Regions from separate parts of the Rattus norvegicus genome. Here region 1 is linked to region 2. The links are chromatin contacts, called in public Hi-C maps. All regions are on one chromosome and are shown on one strand. Each heading gives the region's core, a stretch centred on a gene start, on an enhancer-like site or on the middle of the called end of the contact. The rest is flanking DNA. Distances are from core to core; before and after follow the strand shown.

Region 1 (6,573 bases), core at 2,992-5,491, 240 kb before region 2:
TTGCTTTAAGAATCATATAATGAAAGTATTCTGAACACTTTGTTGCTAAAATAAGATCTCAAAATGTTAATCATTATTAACATTATCATCACATTAAACACCAATAAAGTTCTAAAGGAAGGACAAAAATACATTTTGTTTGAACAGAGCAAATGAATAACAAAATTCTGCTAAGTCTTCACTCTAAGTCCCAAAGACTCATAAAAATTCAGTAACTCCCAGGTTGGGTGTGGTGGCTCATCCTTTTACTATACCCCAACACTAAAAAGATAGAGGCAGAATAACTTCAAGTTCAAGGGCAGGCTTGACTGAAATCCAAGTTCAAGGACAGCCAGAGAAACACAACAGAACTTTTTGGTTTTTTGTCCTTTTTGCAAAAAAGGAGACACTAAAAAGAAAAAAAATGAGATGATTTCCCCAAGTGATAGGAATTTCCCAGTCCCCTTAATTCTCCAGGGATTTACACAGGAATGGATCCTTTAAGTAAGAGTGGTGGAATTGGCAAAAATAAATGACAATGACATCTGCTCCAGTATTTTAAGTGCAATCAATCCTGGCCAAGTCACCTAACCTAGCTTTTCATCCTAAAGATGTTTTTCCTACACCACAGGTTTGCTGTGTGATCAAATGAGATAATATATGAAAATACATATAAATCACACGCTACACATGCTTAAGGACCAATTATGACTTACTTTTACCTTTAGCTCCTAATGCCTACTAGAGCACAGTAGAGTTTATTAGACTAAAAATGAAGTCAGAATTAGGAGAGTGAAGTTGATAGAGTGAAGGGTTTAAATGAATTAAGAATGGATTAAAAAAAGCACAGTATATCCAGACTGTAGAATATCTGGCTTTTATAAAAGGGGCTGAGACACTAACACATACCAGTATCAACAACCCTTAAAACAAGGGCAAAGTCAGACACAAAAGTCTGTCAGTGTGAAACAGTGTGACCCTTAGGTGTTTGAAGGGGAATGCCTTTAATTCGGGCCTCAGGAGGCAGAGGAAGACAGATCTCTGAATTTGAAGCCAGTCTGGTCTACATAGAGAGTTCCAGAACAGTCAGGACCCTGTTTCAAAAAAGAAAAAAGAAAAGAAGGAAAGGAAAAACAAACAAGAACTTTCTTCAGAACACTAGTTTCCCTGGACAGATAGCACATTGGTTAAGAGCACTGACTGCTGAGTTCAATTCCCAGAAACCACATGATGCCTCACAACCATCTGCATTGGGATCGAGATCCAATGCCCTCTTCTGGTGTGTCTAAAGACAGCTATAGTTTATTCACATACATAAAATAAATAAATCTAAAAAGAACATTAGTTTCTTTTTTGGTTTGATAGGTTTGCAGTAGGTAGTCCTAACTGCCCTGGAACTCAGAGATACTCTTACTCCTCTGTTTCCCAAGTGCTGGGATAAAAGGCATAGAACACTAGTTTCTTTTCCAAAGATAAACTCCATTTTTGATCATTGAATAACTCTGATATGATCAATAAGAAGAAGAAGAAGAATACCACCACCAGAGGAAACCTTAACCAGCATAAAATCTCTACAGATTGGTGAAAACCTAATTTGTCATGTTACCTTTCTTTTAAAATTCCTTCTTGTCTAGTTCATCCATCTTTGCATTAAGGTCAGAGTCTGAATTTTAAAACTGAATTAAATATTGTCAACAATCCTACTTTGTAGAAAATCTTCCTGTTCTTGGCTTCTGTGACAGAAATTACTTCTTGGTTCTTCTCAGAATGCTTTATTTTTCTATTAGCCTACTGTAAAACCCCAAATTCTGCAGGTTTCCCCCACTATACAGTATCTCTCCTGAAAAACATCTATTCAAGTGTTTTACTATACCACTTACAGGCCCATCCCTGCAAACCTACAGCTCACCTGACTGCGCACCACACAGGTATATGTAAAAGCTGACAATTCTGGGAACACTGTAAACCATTCAATAAACGCTATTATTTTATTTTCACAACCAGTCTCTTATGTCAGACTATTATTCCTAAAACTCTCCAAGAATATTCTAGTCAGGTTGCCTTTTCCTGCACACTCAGCTGACATAGACCTACCTCAGGTACATCGTTCCACTGTCTTAAGAAAGCACTATGGCAGCCTATCAAACCAAATCTCCTATCCTGACAGATCCTCAGCCAAGGTTCCTATTACTCACCAATGCAATGCTCTGTGACAGCCCTGTAATCTCCTAAACACACCTGTCTCCTCACCTTTTTTTTTTGTGAAAATTCCTTTTTCACACCATTTATTTGGTCATATTATTTCAAATATAAGTCTGCTGTTATTTAATACACAAAATGATGAGTAAAGCTGATTCTCCATAAGCAGACAACTGCTCCTCCTTTTCAACACAAGTTGAAGCTTTCAGACACTAGTATTTTAGTCCTTGTCTCTATATATCTTACTTCACAGCACTGTGTTTTACAGAAGTATACAAATGCTGACTGCCCTGTTATAAAAATATGTCTGAGTATATCAGAACATTCTATTTTTCACCGCCCCACCCATACTTAGCATAATGAAAACAGAATCTGTATTTAAATACTTTTATTCGGGGCTGGGGATTTAGCTCAGTGGTAGAGCGCTTATCTAGGAAGCGCAAGGCCCTGGGTTCGGTCCCCAGCTCCGAAAAAAAGAACCAAAAAAAAAAAAAAAAAAAAACTTTTATTCTACATAGAAGGAAAAGGAAGAATATGCTGACACTTGTATCAAATAAAAAAGGAAAGGCACTATCAGAAATACATTTTAAGGCTACAATGTAGGCAGGTAGGCAGTTACAGTAGTAACACAGCCTGTAATTTCAGTACTTGGGAGGTGAAGGCAAGACAAGAGTTCAAAGTCAGCCCTAACCACAGTGTATTAGAGGTCAACCTGGTCTACATAAGACTGTCTAAAATTAAAATGAAAAAAGGAAAAACTTCAGTGTGAAAAACAAGAGAATACTGGAAATTTTCACATCAAAAAGAGTGACTTCAAAATAGTAATTTTTATTTCACCCAAACAAACTGAAAACCAAAATAAACATTCTTGACCTCATCCACAAACCACCTAATAAAGTCATTGGGAACTCCCAGCAGCACAAAACAGAGCAAGATCTACCTCAATCCAATACAAAACCAAACAGAAAAGAGCTTCAAGTTCATCTTAAACAAAAAACTCAAAAACTAAATAACATCTACATATCCCTTCCTAACATAAACATAGAGATAACTTGGCCCCCCAAAAAATGAGCAGCTATCGTTTTCTCCATAAATACTGTGGTTTAAAAACACTAAAAAGCGTCACTGCTCCTGTAAAGAGAGCAATCTATGGTCTCCAAAGAGGGAAAGATGTAAACAGTTAACCTGGAAGAGATATTAAAGGAAGGTTGGGTGGGAGACCCGTATTTAAAAGTGTTTAAAAAACAAAACAAAACAAAAAAAAAACAGAGCCCAATAGTACCTAGTGCATTTTAGAAACGTGGACTAAAAGAACTTTCAAAACAGCAAGCGGGACTACCTAGTGCCTCTACTAGAGAATAATCTACGTGCATCATGCCCAATGGAGCATGCATGCTTTCTCACTAGGGAACAAAACACAAGGAAGAAATAAAGACAAATGAACAGTGAAAGGCGAAAAGCAGCCCACCAGTTTCGAGCTCCCTGTCACGACTCATTCAGAAATCCAGCAACAACTTGAGCCCTGCATCAACACGGACTAGAAAATACTAGGCCAAAGAGACACAACCAAGTAGAATAGAGAAACCGTACACACCAACACATCAGTAGCAAGCGCTTGTCTCTGGAGGACTGAGTAGTAGAGAAAAGAGCAAGAGCTACTGGAGTTGAAAAGGTGTCAATGAACTAAGGTCTGGTATGTCCCCTACTAGTCTCAATTTCGTAAGAGTACAACTCTTGATTCTTCCATCAAACAACAGTCATCCTCGACAAGACAAACTGACCTTAACATCTTCCACGCTGCCCAGAAGAAATCACAGGGTAGACGGGGGGTAAAGCACGAGGGAAAAACATCTTGACCAACTGCAAAAAATGGACGGGGTGGGAGGGACGGGACACTACCACGTGGGCAGGATGCAACACACGCAGGACAGCAGCAACACGTCCGCATGCGAAGTCTGCCTTTGCCCCAATGCCAGAGAAGGACGCAGGGACAGGATAGGACAGAAGATGGGACCCTCGCCCCAGCCTCCTCACCCCCGCAGGGTACCCGCGGCCCACGAGGCACTGACCCCCGTCCCGGCAGAATAGCGCCCAGAGCGCGCATCGCGCCGGGAACCGGACGAGCCCGGGCCAGGGGCAGGTCACGGAGCGATGAGGGCGCGACTGTCGCGGTCCTCCGCGGCCCCGGCATCCGCACCGCGGGCCCACCTGGGGGAGGGGCGGGCGCGAGCGGCATTGAGCTGAGGGGCAGCGGCAGCTGAGGAGCGGCGCCGCGGGCGAGGGAGGGCCGCGCCACCAGGCCGGCCCAGCCCTGCGCCCACCGCCGGCCACTGGGAGCGTGCGCTGAGGACAGCGAGCGCCGCTCGCCCAGGGCAGCCCCCGCCCGCGTCCCGGGAGATGCCCCAGCCCCGCCTCCCCGCCCGCCGCCCCAGCCCCGACGAGACCCTGGCGACGCGTGCTCACCTCAGGCTGCGCAGGCCCGGACGGCCCGGCCGAGCCCCCGGCCGCTGCGTGCGTCTCTGTTCCCCGCGAAAGGTCCCAACGGCGCCCTCAGCGAGCGGCCCAGGCCGGGAGCGGCGCCGAGAGCGGCGGCGGCGGCGGCGGCGGCGGCGGGAGCAGCCAACATCCGGGGCCGCGCACCCGGAACTACTTCCCGGCCCTCTCCCTCCCACCCCCGCCTCCCGCGACGTCTCAGCGCTCCCGGCCGGGCGTCCTCGGCGCCACGGCCCGCCCCGTCGCTGCAGCGGCAATTTGCGAGGGATCCCTCCGCGGGGACAAGTAGTGCCTCTAGGCTCTCGCGGTTCTGCCTCCGTGCGGCCAGCGGGAACCGGCGGTGGGGGGTGCGGAGAGCCTTGCAGTGCTTGCGCCTCAGGCGTGAGAGCTGCCGAGGCGTCCCTGGCCCCTCTCTCGGGATTCCAACTCCTGAGGAATGCGCCTCGTGACCTCCCAGCCTTCCAGCCTCTTGTCACTGCGCGGCCCCGACAAGCACACAGCGCAGATTTTCCCGGCCGCCACTGGGGCGCTTTGGACCTTGCTTGGGGACACGCGTCCTTCGGAATGTCAAGAACCCGGGTTCGAGGCCCCTCCCTACCCAGGCATGTCATCTTGTCATTACCCCTGCCGCGTCACCCTCTCCATCTCGAGTTAGCTAGCCAGGTCGTGACCTCGTTATCAACAGGTGGAGCGTTTAGTAGGGTTGTTCAGACTTCCGGTAAACTTTGGACTTTCCCTCAGTCTTCAGTGATCCTACCTTTGAACTATTAGCGCTGACAACCTGCCCTGTCCTTATACACTTAATTACCTTGGGAGGTATTATTTGCTGCGCAGATGCTGTATTAAGTCACGTACTCTTCCCTGCAGCCTCAAGAACAATTGGGAACTTAAAGCATTTGCTCAGGATTTGGGCATTTGATGGGTAGATGGATGTCAGTGAGTTTGGTTGAAAGAGAAGGCAAAGATCTAAGAGAATGACCCTGGTGACTTTGCTGAGCTAAGACATCGTGAAACCATCCCTCCATTCCTTTATCACGCATTGAACACTTTCGTCTGGCAAGCATCTCCAGGCAATGGGGATTCAAAGTACTCACTTCTCTCCAGAATACTCCAGTGAGACGGACTTAAAAAGTTATTGTACCAGGCACTACTTTAGTGCTTAAGATGAATCAGTGAACAGAAAGGGGATGTAGGTGGTACTATCATTCCCTCTCAGACAGAGAGAAAGGTGATAAAAATAAAAAGAATTATGTAATAATGTTAGAGAACGTTGAATGAAACGAGGAAAAAGTGGTCAGGACAGAGCTGTGTGAAACACTAAAAGGATAGTCCTTTTAAAAAGAGCTGCTTCGGGGGTTGGGGATTTAGCTCAGTGGTAGAGCGCTTGCCTAGCAAGCGCAAGGCCCTGGGTTCGGTCCTCAGCTCCGGGGGGAGAGGGGGGGATTAAAAAGAGCTGCCTTGGTGAGCCACAATAATGAGGCAACTTGAATCAGAGGCCTGAAAGAAGTGAAGGGATTCAGTGTAACTGGTTAAATCATCCTGGCAGTGTTAGGAAGTAGTGAGGCCAGGAGAGGTCAAAGATAAGGACAGAGGGAGATCTTGTGGGCTAAACTGTCTCTATAGAGCTTTAAACAGTAAACACTCTGCTTAGCGTACAGGATAGGAAGTCAGAGGTGACATTACCCAGGGTGGAGGTGATAACCTAAGTACCACACAGGAAAATAGGATACAGGTTTTTATACTTTAAAGTTATCCGTCTAGGGGCTAGCAAGATGGCTCAACAGGTACAGGAGATTGCTGCACAAGCCTAGTGACCAGAACTTAATCCCTGGAATCCATGTAAGGGTAGAAAAGAACCAATCTCACAAGGTTGTCTCTGACCACACACACGCACACATACAC
Region 2 (6,991 bases), core at 1,564-4,063:
TCATTTTCCAAGTGCCTTTATAACTTTGGGAAAGTCTCAAGTCTACAGGACATGCTGAGGAAGGATACATGAACAGCAGCCCTGGTACCTACCTCCTCTCTGCACATTGCTGCCCCAAGCCTTTTTACCTGGAATACTGCCCAAATGGCCCTGTGGCCACAAGCACTTCTTTGATTCATTTTTCATATTGTGTAATTAAACAGATGATTAACTTCAACCCTTGCACCACAGAAACAAAACAAGAATATATTAAAACGTTACATTGCTTGACATCGTAGCACACATCTTTAATCCCAGCCTTTGAGAAACGAGAGTCAGGAAGAAGATCTTTGTGCGTTCCAGGCATAGTGAGACCCTGTCTCAAAACGAAACAAAAAAAAAAAAAACAAAACAAAACCATTCTATGTTAGGCACTAGGTAGACAGATGCTCAAGGGACGGGCAGGCATGAAGGTGCGGCTACTACCAAGGACACAAGGACAGGACCATGACGACCAGGTAGTCCAAGCTTCCAAGTGACACCCTGTCTCAAAAGGGGATAGAGCGGAGAATGTTACAAGAGGAATTTAAAGAATGGAGAATATAATACATAGTTAACAGCTAGAGAGAGAGAGATAACAGCTTAAAAAAAAAAAAAAAAGAGGGATGGAGAGATGGCTCAGTGGTTAAGGGCACTCACTGCTCTTCCAGAGGTCCTGAGTTCAATTCCCAGCAACCACATGGTGGCTCACAACCATCTGTAATGGGATCTGATGCCCTCTTCTGGCCTGTCTGAAGACAGCTACAGTGTATTCATATACATATAATAAAAAAATCATTAAAAAAAAAAAAGAGAGAGTCCCTGGTAGGTTGAACAAGGGATGAGTAGGTGGGGGGTGCATTTGGAGAAGTCATACCACAGTAAGGAACTGACTGCAATGTAATGGCAGTCACTAAAGAGTTCCAGTGTTTTCAATAGAGCATTGGCTGTTTGGAGGAATATTTAGAAAGGAGGTCTGGATGGGGCAGTACACGCCTTTAATGTTTGAATGCTTTAACCAGGCTTGAGAGTTTGAGACCGAGCCCGGCTACACAAGAAAACCCTGTCTCAAAAAAAACTAAACAAAACAAAAACACTAAAAAGAAAGAGAATCTGAAATGTTGTATGTAGTACAGCAATTTAAAGACAACTTTGTAACAAGCAAAGGCTACATCCCATTTCTAACTCCACTCTGATGTTACTCCTAAAGGTGCTTGATACTGACACCAGGAAGGACTACAAGTTGTCTTTCTTCCACGCCAGTGTTCATGGTGGCCCACAGCCCCCATCCCCACCCCCCAAATAAAAATAAGACTATTTTCAGTAAAACAAAACAAAAAAATTCAAAGCACAGGTATCCTCTGCTTTTGGACCTAGTTGACCCAGCAGCCCACAGAGCCTTTCATATTTGGCCCTTATATTTTTGCGGGTTCTCTTCTAAGCAGTGCCAATCACCAAAAGTCATGGCAGAAAAACTAGACTGGCTTCATGATCCTATTTTTCAGAACTGATTGAGGAAGGCAAGTGGAGTGTCAGGGCCAAGGATTTACTGCATTAGCTTTTTGTGTGTGTGTGTGTTTCTATTACATGTATTTATTTACTGGGAAGTAGAGGTGTGCCGGTGCTCCTCGTGGGAAGGTCAAACTACAACTTACAGGAAGACGCTAACTTTCTCTTTCCATTACAGGGAAAGAACTCGTGTCTTCAGGTTTGGTCAAGTGCCTTTACACACTGAGCCATCTCAGATCCTCTTTAACTGTTTCCCCTACTCCCATCCCTTCTTTCTCTGCAGCCCATTCTCCAAGCAGCAGCCTTTCTTTAACCATGCTACTCCTTACTGGCGATCTCAGGTTGGATCGGGCGTTAAAAACACCTAGTTGACCCTGCCCACCTCTAAATCCTACGTCGATTGGACTCCTTATTTGCATTCTCCTAGAGGCCCTATCTTTTCTAGGCCTTTTACAAACCTACCTTTTCCTGAAATGTCACCACCCAACTCTTCCTGCTTCCACTCCCCAAACGCTGCGCTCACCCAGCCAAGAAGTGTTGGGCGTTTAAATTTCTGCCTCCATCAGAAAGCAGAAACTCACTGTCAAACTACTTCAATCTCCAGTTAATAAAGAATGAATGAAGGTAGGCGGAAGGCTTCAGGAACAGAAGGTGCGTGTTTTAGTGTATAAAACACGGCTAGCAACCCTTATCTACAGTGCTGCTTAGTTTAAAGAAAAAAAACCCCACTAATATCCAATAAATGTGAGACGAAGTTAAATCTGATCGGTGGCCAGTATGAAATACATTCCTCGTACGCCCGGGGGAAACGATCACCCCCGCCCTAAACACGCTGAGTCGTGGCAGCCCGAGCGCCTGCGTGGTCCCTCCAAAGTGACTGGATCACCAAAAAGCCTGAACCATTAAGAAGGCCTCAGCGTTCACCCAGCCGTGGGAAGGAACCCCTTATAGAAGGCCGGAGTAGGCCCAGCGGCCGCGGCCCACGTGCGCGACAAGCGCAGCCCCGTGCGGGAACGTTCCCTCTGCGCGTCCTCCCGGTACTCTATGGTGTTCTCGGCCCAGGCTCTCATTCTAGTTCCGGTCTCTATGGCGGCGGAGGCCGGAGAAGCTGTGGGTCGGGCGAATTAGTCGCTAAAGGTACCAATGAGAGCACAGGAGCCGCGCAGCGTGAGCCAATAGGTGCTAGAGACCCGGTCAGGTGGTGAGATGGACAACGATGTAGGCCAATGGGAGAGGACGAGGGCGGGTCTACCGCGGGGCTTATCCCGCCCGTCCCGCCATTCTCGCTAGTTCGATCGGTAGCGGGAGCGGAGAGCGGACCCCAGAGAGCCCTGAGAGCCCCACCGCCGCCGCCGGCCTAGTCACCATCACACCCGGGAGGAGCCGCAGCCGTCGCCGCCGGCCCCAGTCACCATCACCGCAACCATGAGCAGCGAGGCCGAGACCCAGCAGCCGCCCGCCGCCCCCGCCGCCGCCCTCAGCGCCGCCGACACCAAGCCCGGCTCCACGGGCAGCGGCGCGGGTAGTGGCGGCCCGGGCGGCCTCACATCGGCGGCGCCCGCCGGCGGGGACAAGAAGGTCATCGGTGAGCGCCAGAAGGGCCCGGGGGTGGGGCCGCGGAGCCAGACCGTTAGGCGACGCGGCCCGAGCCACCGACTACGCGGCCGCCCCTCCCCCCGGGGCTCGCGGCGCGCGCACACCGGGATCCCGCCGCTGCTCCGGCCGCTGCCGCCCCTCCCCCGCGCCCACCCGCCCCGGGGCCTCGTGCTCGGGGTCCCCGCCCCGCCGCCTACGCAGCCGGAGCAGCGCGGGCTGCTTTCCCAGCCCTCACGTGCTCGCCTCCCGGGCGCACACCCACCTCGGACCCGCGCTACCCGGCGCACCCACGTGTGCGGCGAGGGCGGCGGCCCGGGCCTGCGGCCGGATCCTGGACGGACTTCCAGGGCCAGCTGGTGATTGGACGTTGTTGTGCTTTGTTTTCCAGCAACGAAGGTTTTGGGAACAGTAAAATGGTTCAATGTAAGGAACGGATACGGTTTCATCAACAGGTGAGATGCCGGTGTAGAAAGCTCGGGTCCGCCTCCTGCATGGGCAGTCTTCATGGGCTGGAGCCGCCACGGGCATGACAGGGTGGGGGATTGGGACCTTGGGTTACTGGATTAGTGGGTCCGTAGACTTGCTTTGTTTTGCCGTTACGTACCAATCTTGAGCTAGCCTCAAAGCTTTTGCACAAAGCAGGTCAAGGCAAGCGCGGCGCATGAACCATGCCCTAACAGTTACCTTGCATCAAACTGAGGCAACTCCAGGCTAAGCACGTTTTTAACCTTGACATCCTTTTCTGCTTCTTTGAAATTGCTATGTGAGAATGTGACCCACTAATTAACATACAGATGATCTTTCACCTTGTTAACCTCTCGGGAAACGTGATTTGACATGTCAAGTGCCTGAGATGTTATCTGTACTATGAGGTTCTGTTGCCTTTGTTTAGAAGACTCAAATATGCAGTCCAATTTAGTACCTCGAACACATTTTCTTTAGCCAAAGAGGGCTCTTATTTGTCCAGACGGCAAGTAATACATCTGAAAGGAAATGGTTCTTCCTCATTTTTTATGTCTCCTACTTCCTTGTCAGGAATCATGTTGATCAAATCAATTTTTCTTAAGCTTGGCTATATCTTGTTGGAGTGGCCTTAAGTGCTTGGGAACTTCGCCTTGCTGGTATTTGGCGTAGAGTTGTAAACTATATCTTCATATCCAGAGAAGGATTTGTAGACGGCGGTGTTAAGTGCAGTCAGTGCCTGCACTCTGGGCTCACAAGGGAGCCCGGCATCTTTTTCAAGATGGCTGCCAAGGCTAGTGCAGTTGCATGGGTGTAGAGCACGGCGAGTGCCAGCAGCAATCCTGGCCGTACAGCTGTGAGACTTGGCGCCATTTCAGCATTTTCTCTCTTACATGCTCGCTTAGAAGGCGTTAAATAAGTAGATGGAGAAAAGAACGCTGAAGAGCGGCACAGTGCTTGTGAATGGGCAGCAGCTAGGCTTTTTATCGGAGTGATGAAAAAACGTTCACTGAGCCACACACCAGTTGTGGAAACACTCAAGCAAAAGCTATTACAATCACTTAATGTCTGTACTCTACAGTTGCAGTTAGAAGGAAACATTTTGTTTTTCCAGACTAAGATTTCTCCTGTCGCTGGCAGTTAGCCTTCCTGACCACCGATACATTTTCCATGTTTTTTTTTTTCCCCCAGAGGGTTACTAGTGAGCAAAGAAGACTGTAATGCTTTGGTGCTTGTGCTAGTTGGTTTCCTGGTGGCTGCTGTTCGTGGGTTGGTTGAGATTTCCACCTGATGGTCCCAGGTGATGCCAGAGTGGTCTGCATTCGCCTTCCAAAGGACAGTGTTAACCCTCGCCCCATTATAGCTAGCTAGCTAGCCCTCCTTAGCAGCCCTTCCAGTTGGGTAAATTGTAGTATTTGTGTGCATTTAATACCTTTTAATATTTGCCCGGGCTTGTCACTTATTTTTTTTTTTGAAGCAGTATCTATCGGAGATGAGTCTATCTCGGTTGTTTTATATTGTGCGTTATGACCATGCCCTTAATATCAACTTAGTTGATCATCCTTCCAGGCAAGTTAAATGTAATTGGCCTTGATGACTTTGTTACACTGGCTTAACCTCAATTACTGATTTAACTGGTTAGAGAATGTGCTTTGTTTCTAAGCAGGTCTTTGTATTAATGCTGCGGGTTTTAGATGAGATAGAAGTTTGTCCTAGTTAGGAAAAGTATAGAATACCAGACACTGGAAACACTTGACTCCAGATGTGGTGAGCCCATGTAGAATGGGGGATACAGTATTGGCACTGACTGGGTTTTTTTTTTTCCCAGAGCTGGGGACCAAACCCAGGGCCTTGCGCTTCCTAGGCAAGCGCTCTACCACTGAGCTAAATCCCCAACCCCCTGACTGGGTTTTAAATTTTAGAAACTTTAGCTTTTTTATAATCTACATAGAAGATTTCATCTCTGCTTTTAGAGAGAGGTTTGTTGACTGAGGTGAATTCTTACAGCCTGGTCAGAGTCCTAAGGTTTTTATTTTCAATCACTGCTGGTTTTGTTGTAAATTTTTCAAATAAAGAGACTGGGGCTTTAACTTCTTTGGTGTATAGAGTGTCTAGTGTGCCTAAACCCCTGAGTTTGATCCATACACTGCATAAAAAAGCATGGTGATCCCAGGGGGCAGGCTATCAGGAGCCCACTCCCTCAGTGAATTTAAGGACAGCCTGGATTGCATATCAAGACCCTGTCCTCACCCTCCTGAAAAACTTGAATAATGCCTGGGGTGGTGGTATATGCCTTTAGTCCTGCATTCAAGCTGAAGAGTTCAAGGACAGCCAAGGCTCCACAGAGACCCAGTTTCAAACAACAAAGAACCACCATAGAGGCATAATAATGTAGGAATTGAAAAAAATTATTTGCTTTATCCCTTCCTAGATTATGTTGACAGCCCCCCCCCCCCCAAAAGGGCATGTAACTTAAACTATTTGCATCTCTTCCCCAAATAACTATTTGAGTTTAGGTTCTTATTCCTGAACACTTGTTTGGAGAAAAATGCGCATCAAGAACGTTTTCAGTGGAGCGGTTTCTTTATGGGGCAGAAGTTAGGGTTGGGATTATGGCTCAGTGATGGGGTTCAGCATTCATTCAGAACGACACAGAGGTTCTGCTTGTCGCTCAGCCTTTATTTACATCATCACTATCTTTTTTCTTTGAACCACAGTCTGTTGCTTTATCTATAAGTACACTGTAGCTGTCTTCAGACACACCAGAAGAGAGCATCAGATCCCATTACAGATGGTTGTGAGCCACCATGTGGTTGCTGGGGACTGAACTCAGGACCTCTGAAAGGGCAGTCAGTGTTCTTCCCCCCCCCCCCCCCAGCTGGGGACCGAACCCAGGGCCTTGCGCTTGCTAGGCAAGCACTCTACCACTGAGCTAAATCCCCAAACCCCACAGTCTGTTACTTTAAAAAAGTAAGTGCACGCTTGTGTGTGAGAACATGTCTGTGCTATAAGCACTTGTACAGGTCAGAAAACAGACTGCATCTGAATTTGACATGGCTTCTGGGGGTTTGGACTCTGTTGTCAGGTTTGCACTGCAAGCATTTTCTCCAGGTGAACTATCTTCCCTGGCCCAATCTGTTCATGTAATTCTTACGTTGCTAACTGCCATCTCTGCCTGACCCATGTACATAGGCTTTTTCACCTGTGGTCTAAAAAGGTTAGCTTTGTCTTTAAAACTCAATGCTCAGTGTAAGTCTCCCTTTTTGGGGTTTCCATGTATGTAACTAGTTACTGCAATAACAGTGGTGTCAGATTTAAGTGATTTAATCAGACTTAAAAACCTTGGAGATTTAGATACTATATATATCCCTTGGAAACACAGATTTGAGTGATTTGTCCCATAAAA

The links. A called contact is a pair of places that touch in the nucleus more often than the background predicts.
Region 1: a Hi-C map of kidney shows a contact between it and region 2, with 2.6 times the contacts expected there. The contact joins the promoter of Foxj3 here to the promoter of Ybx1 in region 2. A contact is called at or near these places in 1 of 12 Hi-C or Micro-C datasets (kidney) and 1 of 1 datasets of contacts at active chromatin or transcription factors (oligodendrocytes).

What each region holds. Positions count from the first base shown.
Region 1 is chr5:138,423,831-138,430,403 of GRCr8, reverse strand. It overlaps Foxj3 (forkhead box J3), which reads right to left and starts at 4,241. Exons shown (of 13, transcript NM_001107971.4): 1 at 3,960-4,241.
Region 2 is chr5:138,180,010-138,187,000 of GRCr8, reverse strand. It overlaps Ybx1 (Y box binding protein 1), which reads left to right and starts at 2,813. Exons shown (of 8, transcript NM_031563.4): 1 at 2,813-3,112; 2 at 3,512-3,575. The coding sequence starts at 2,953.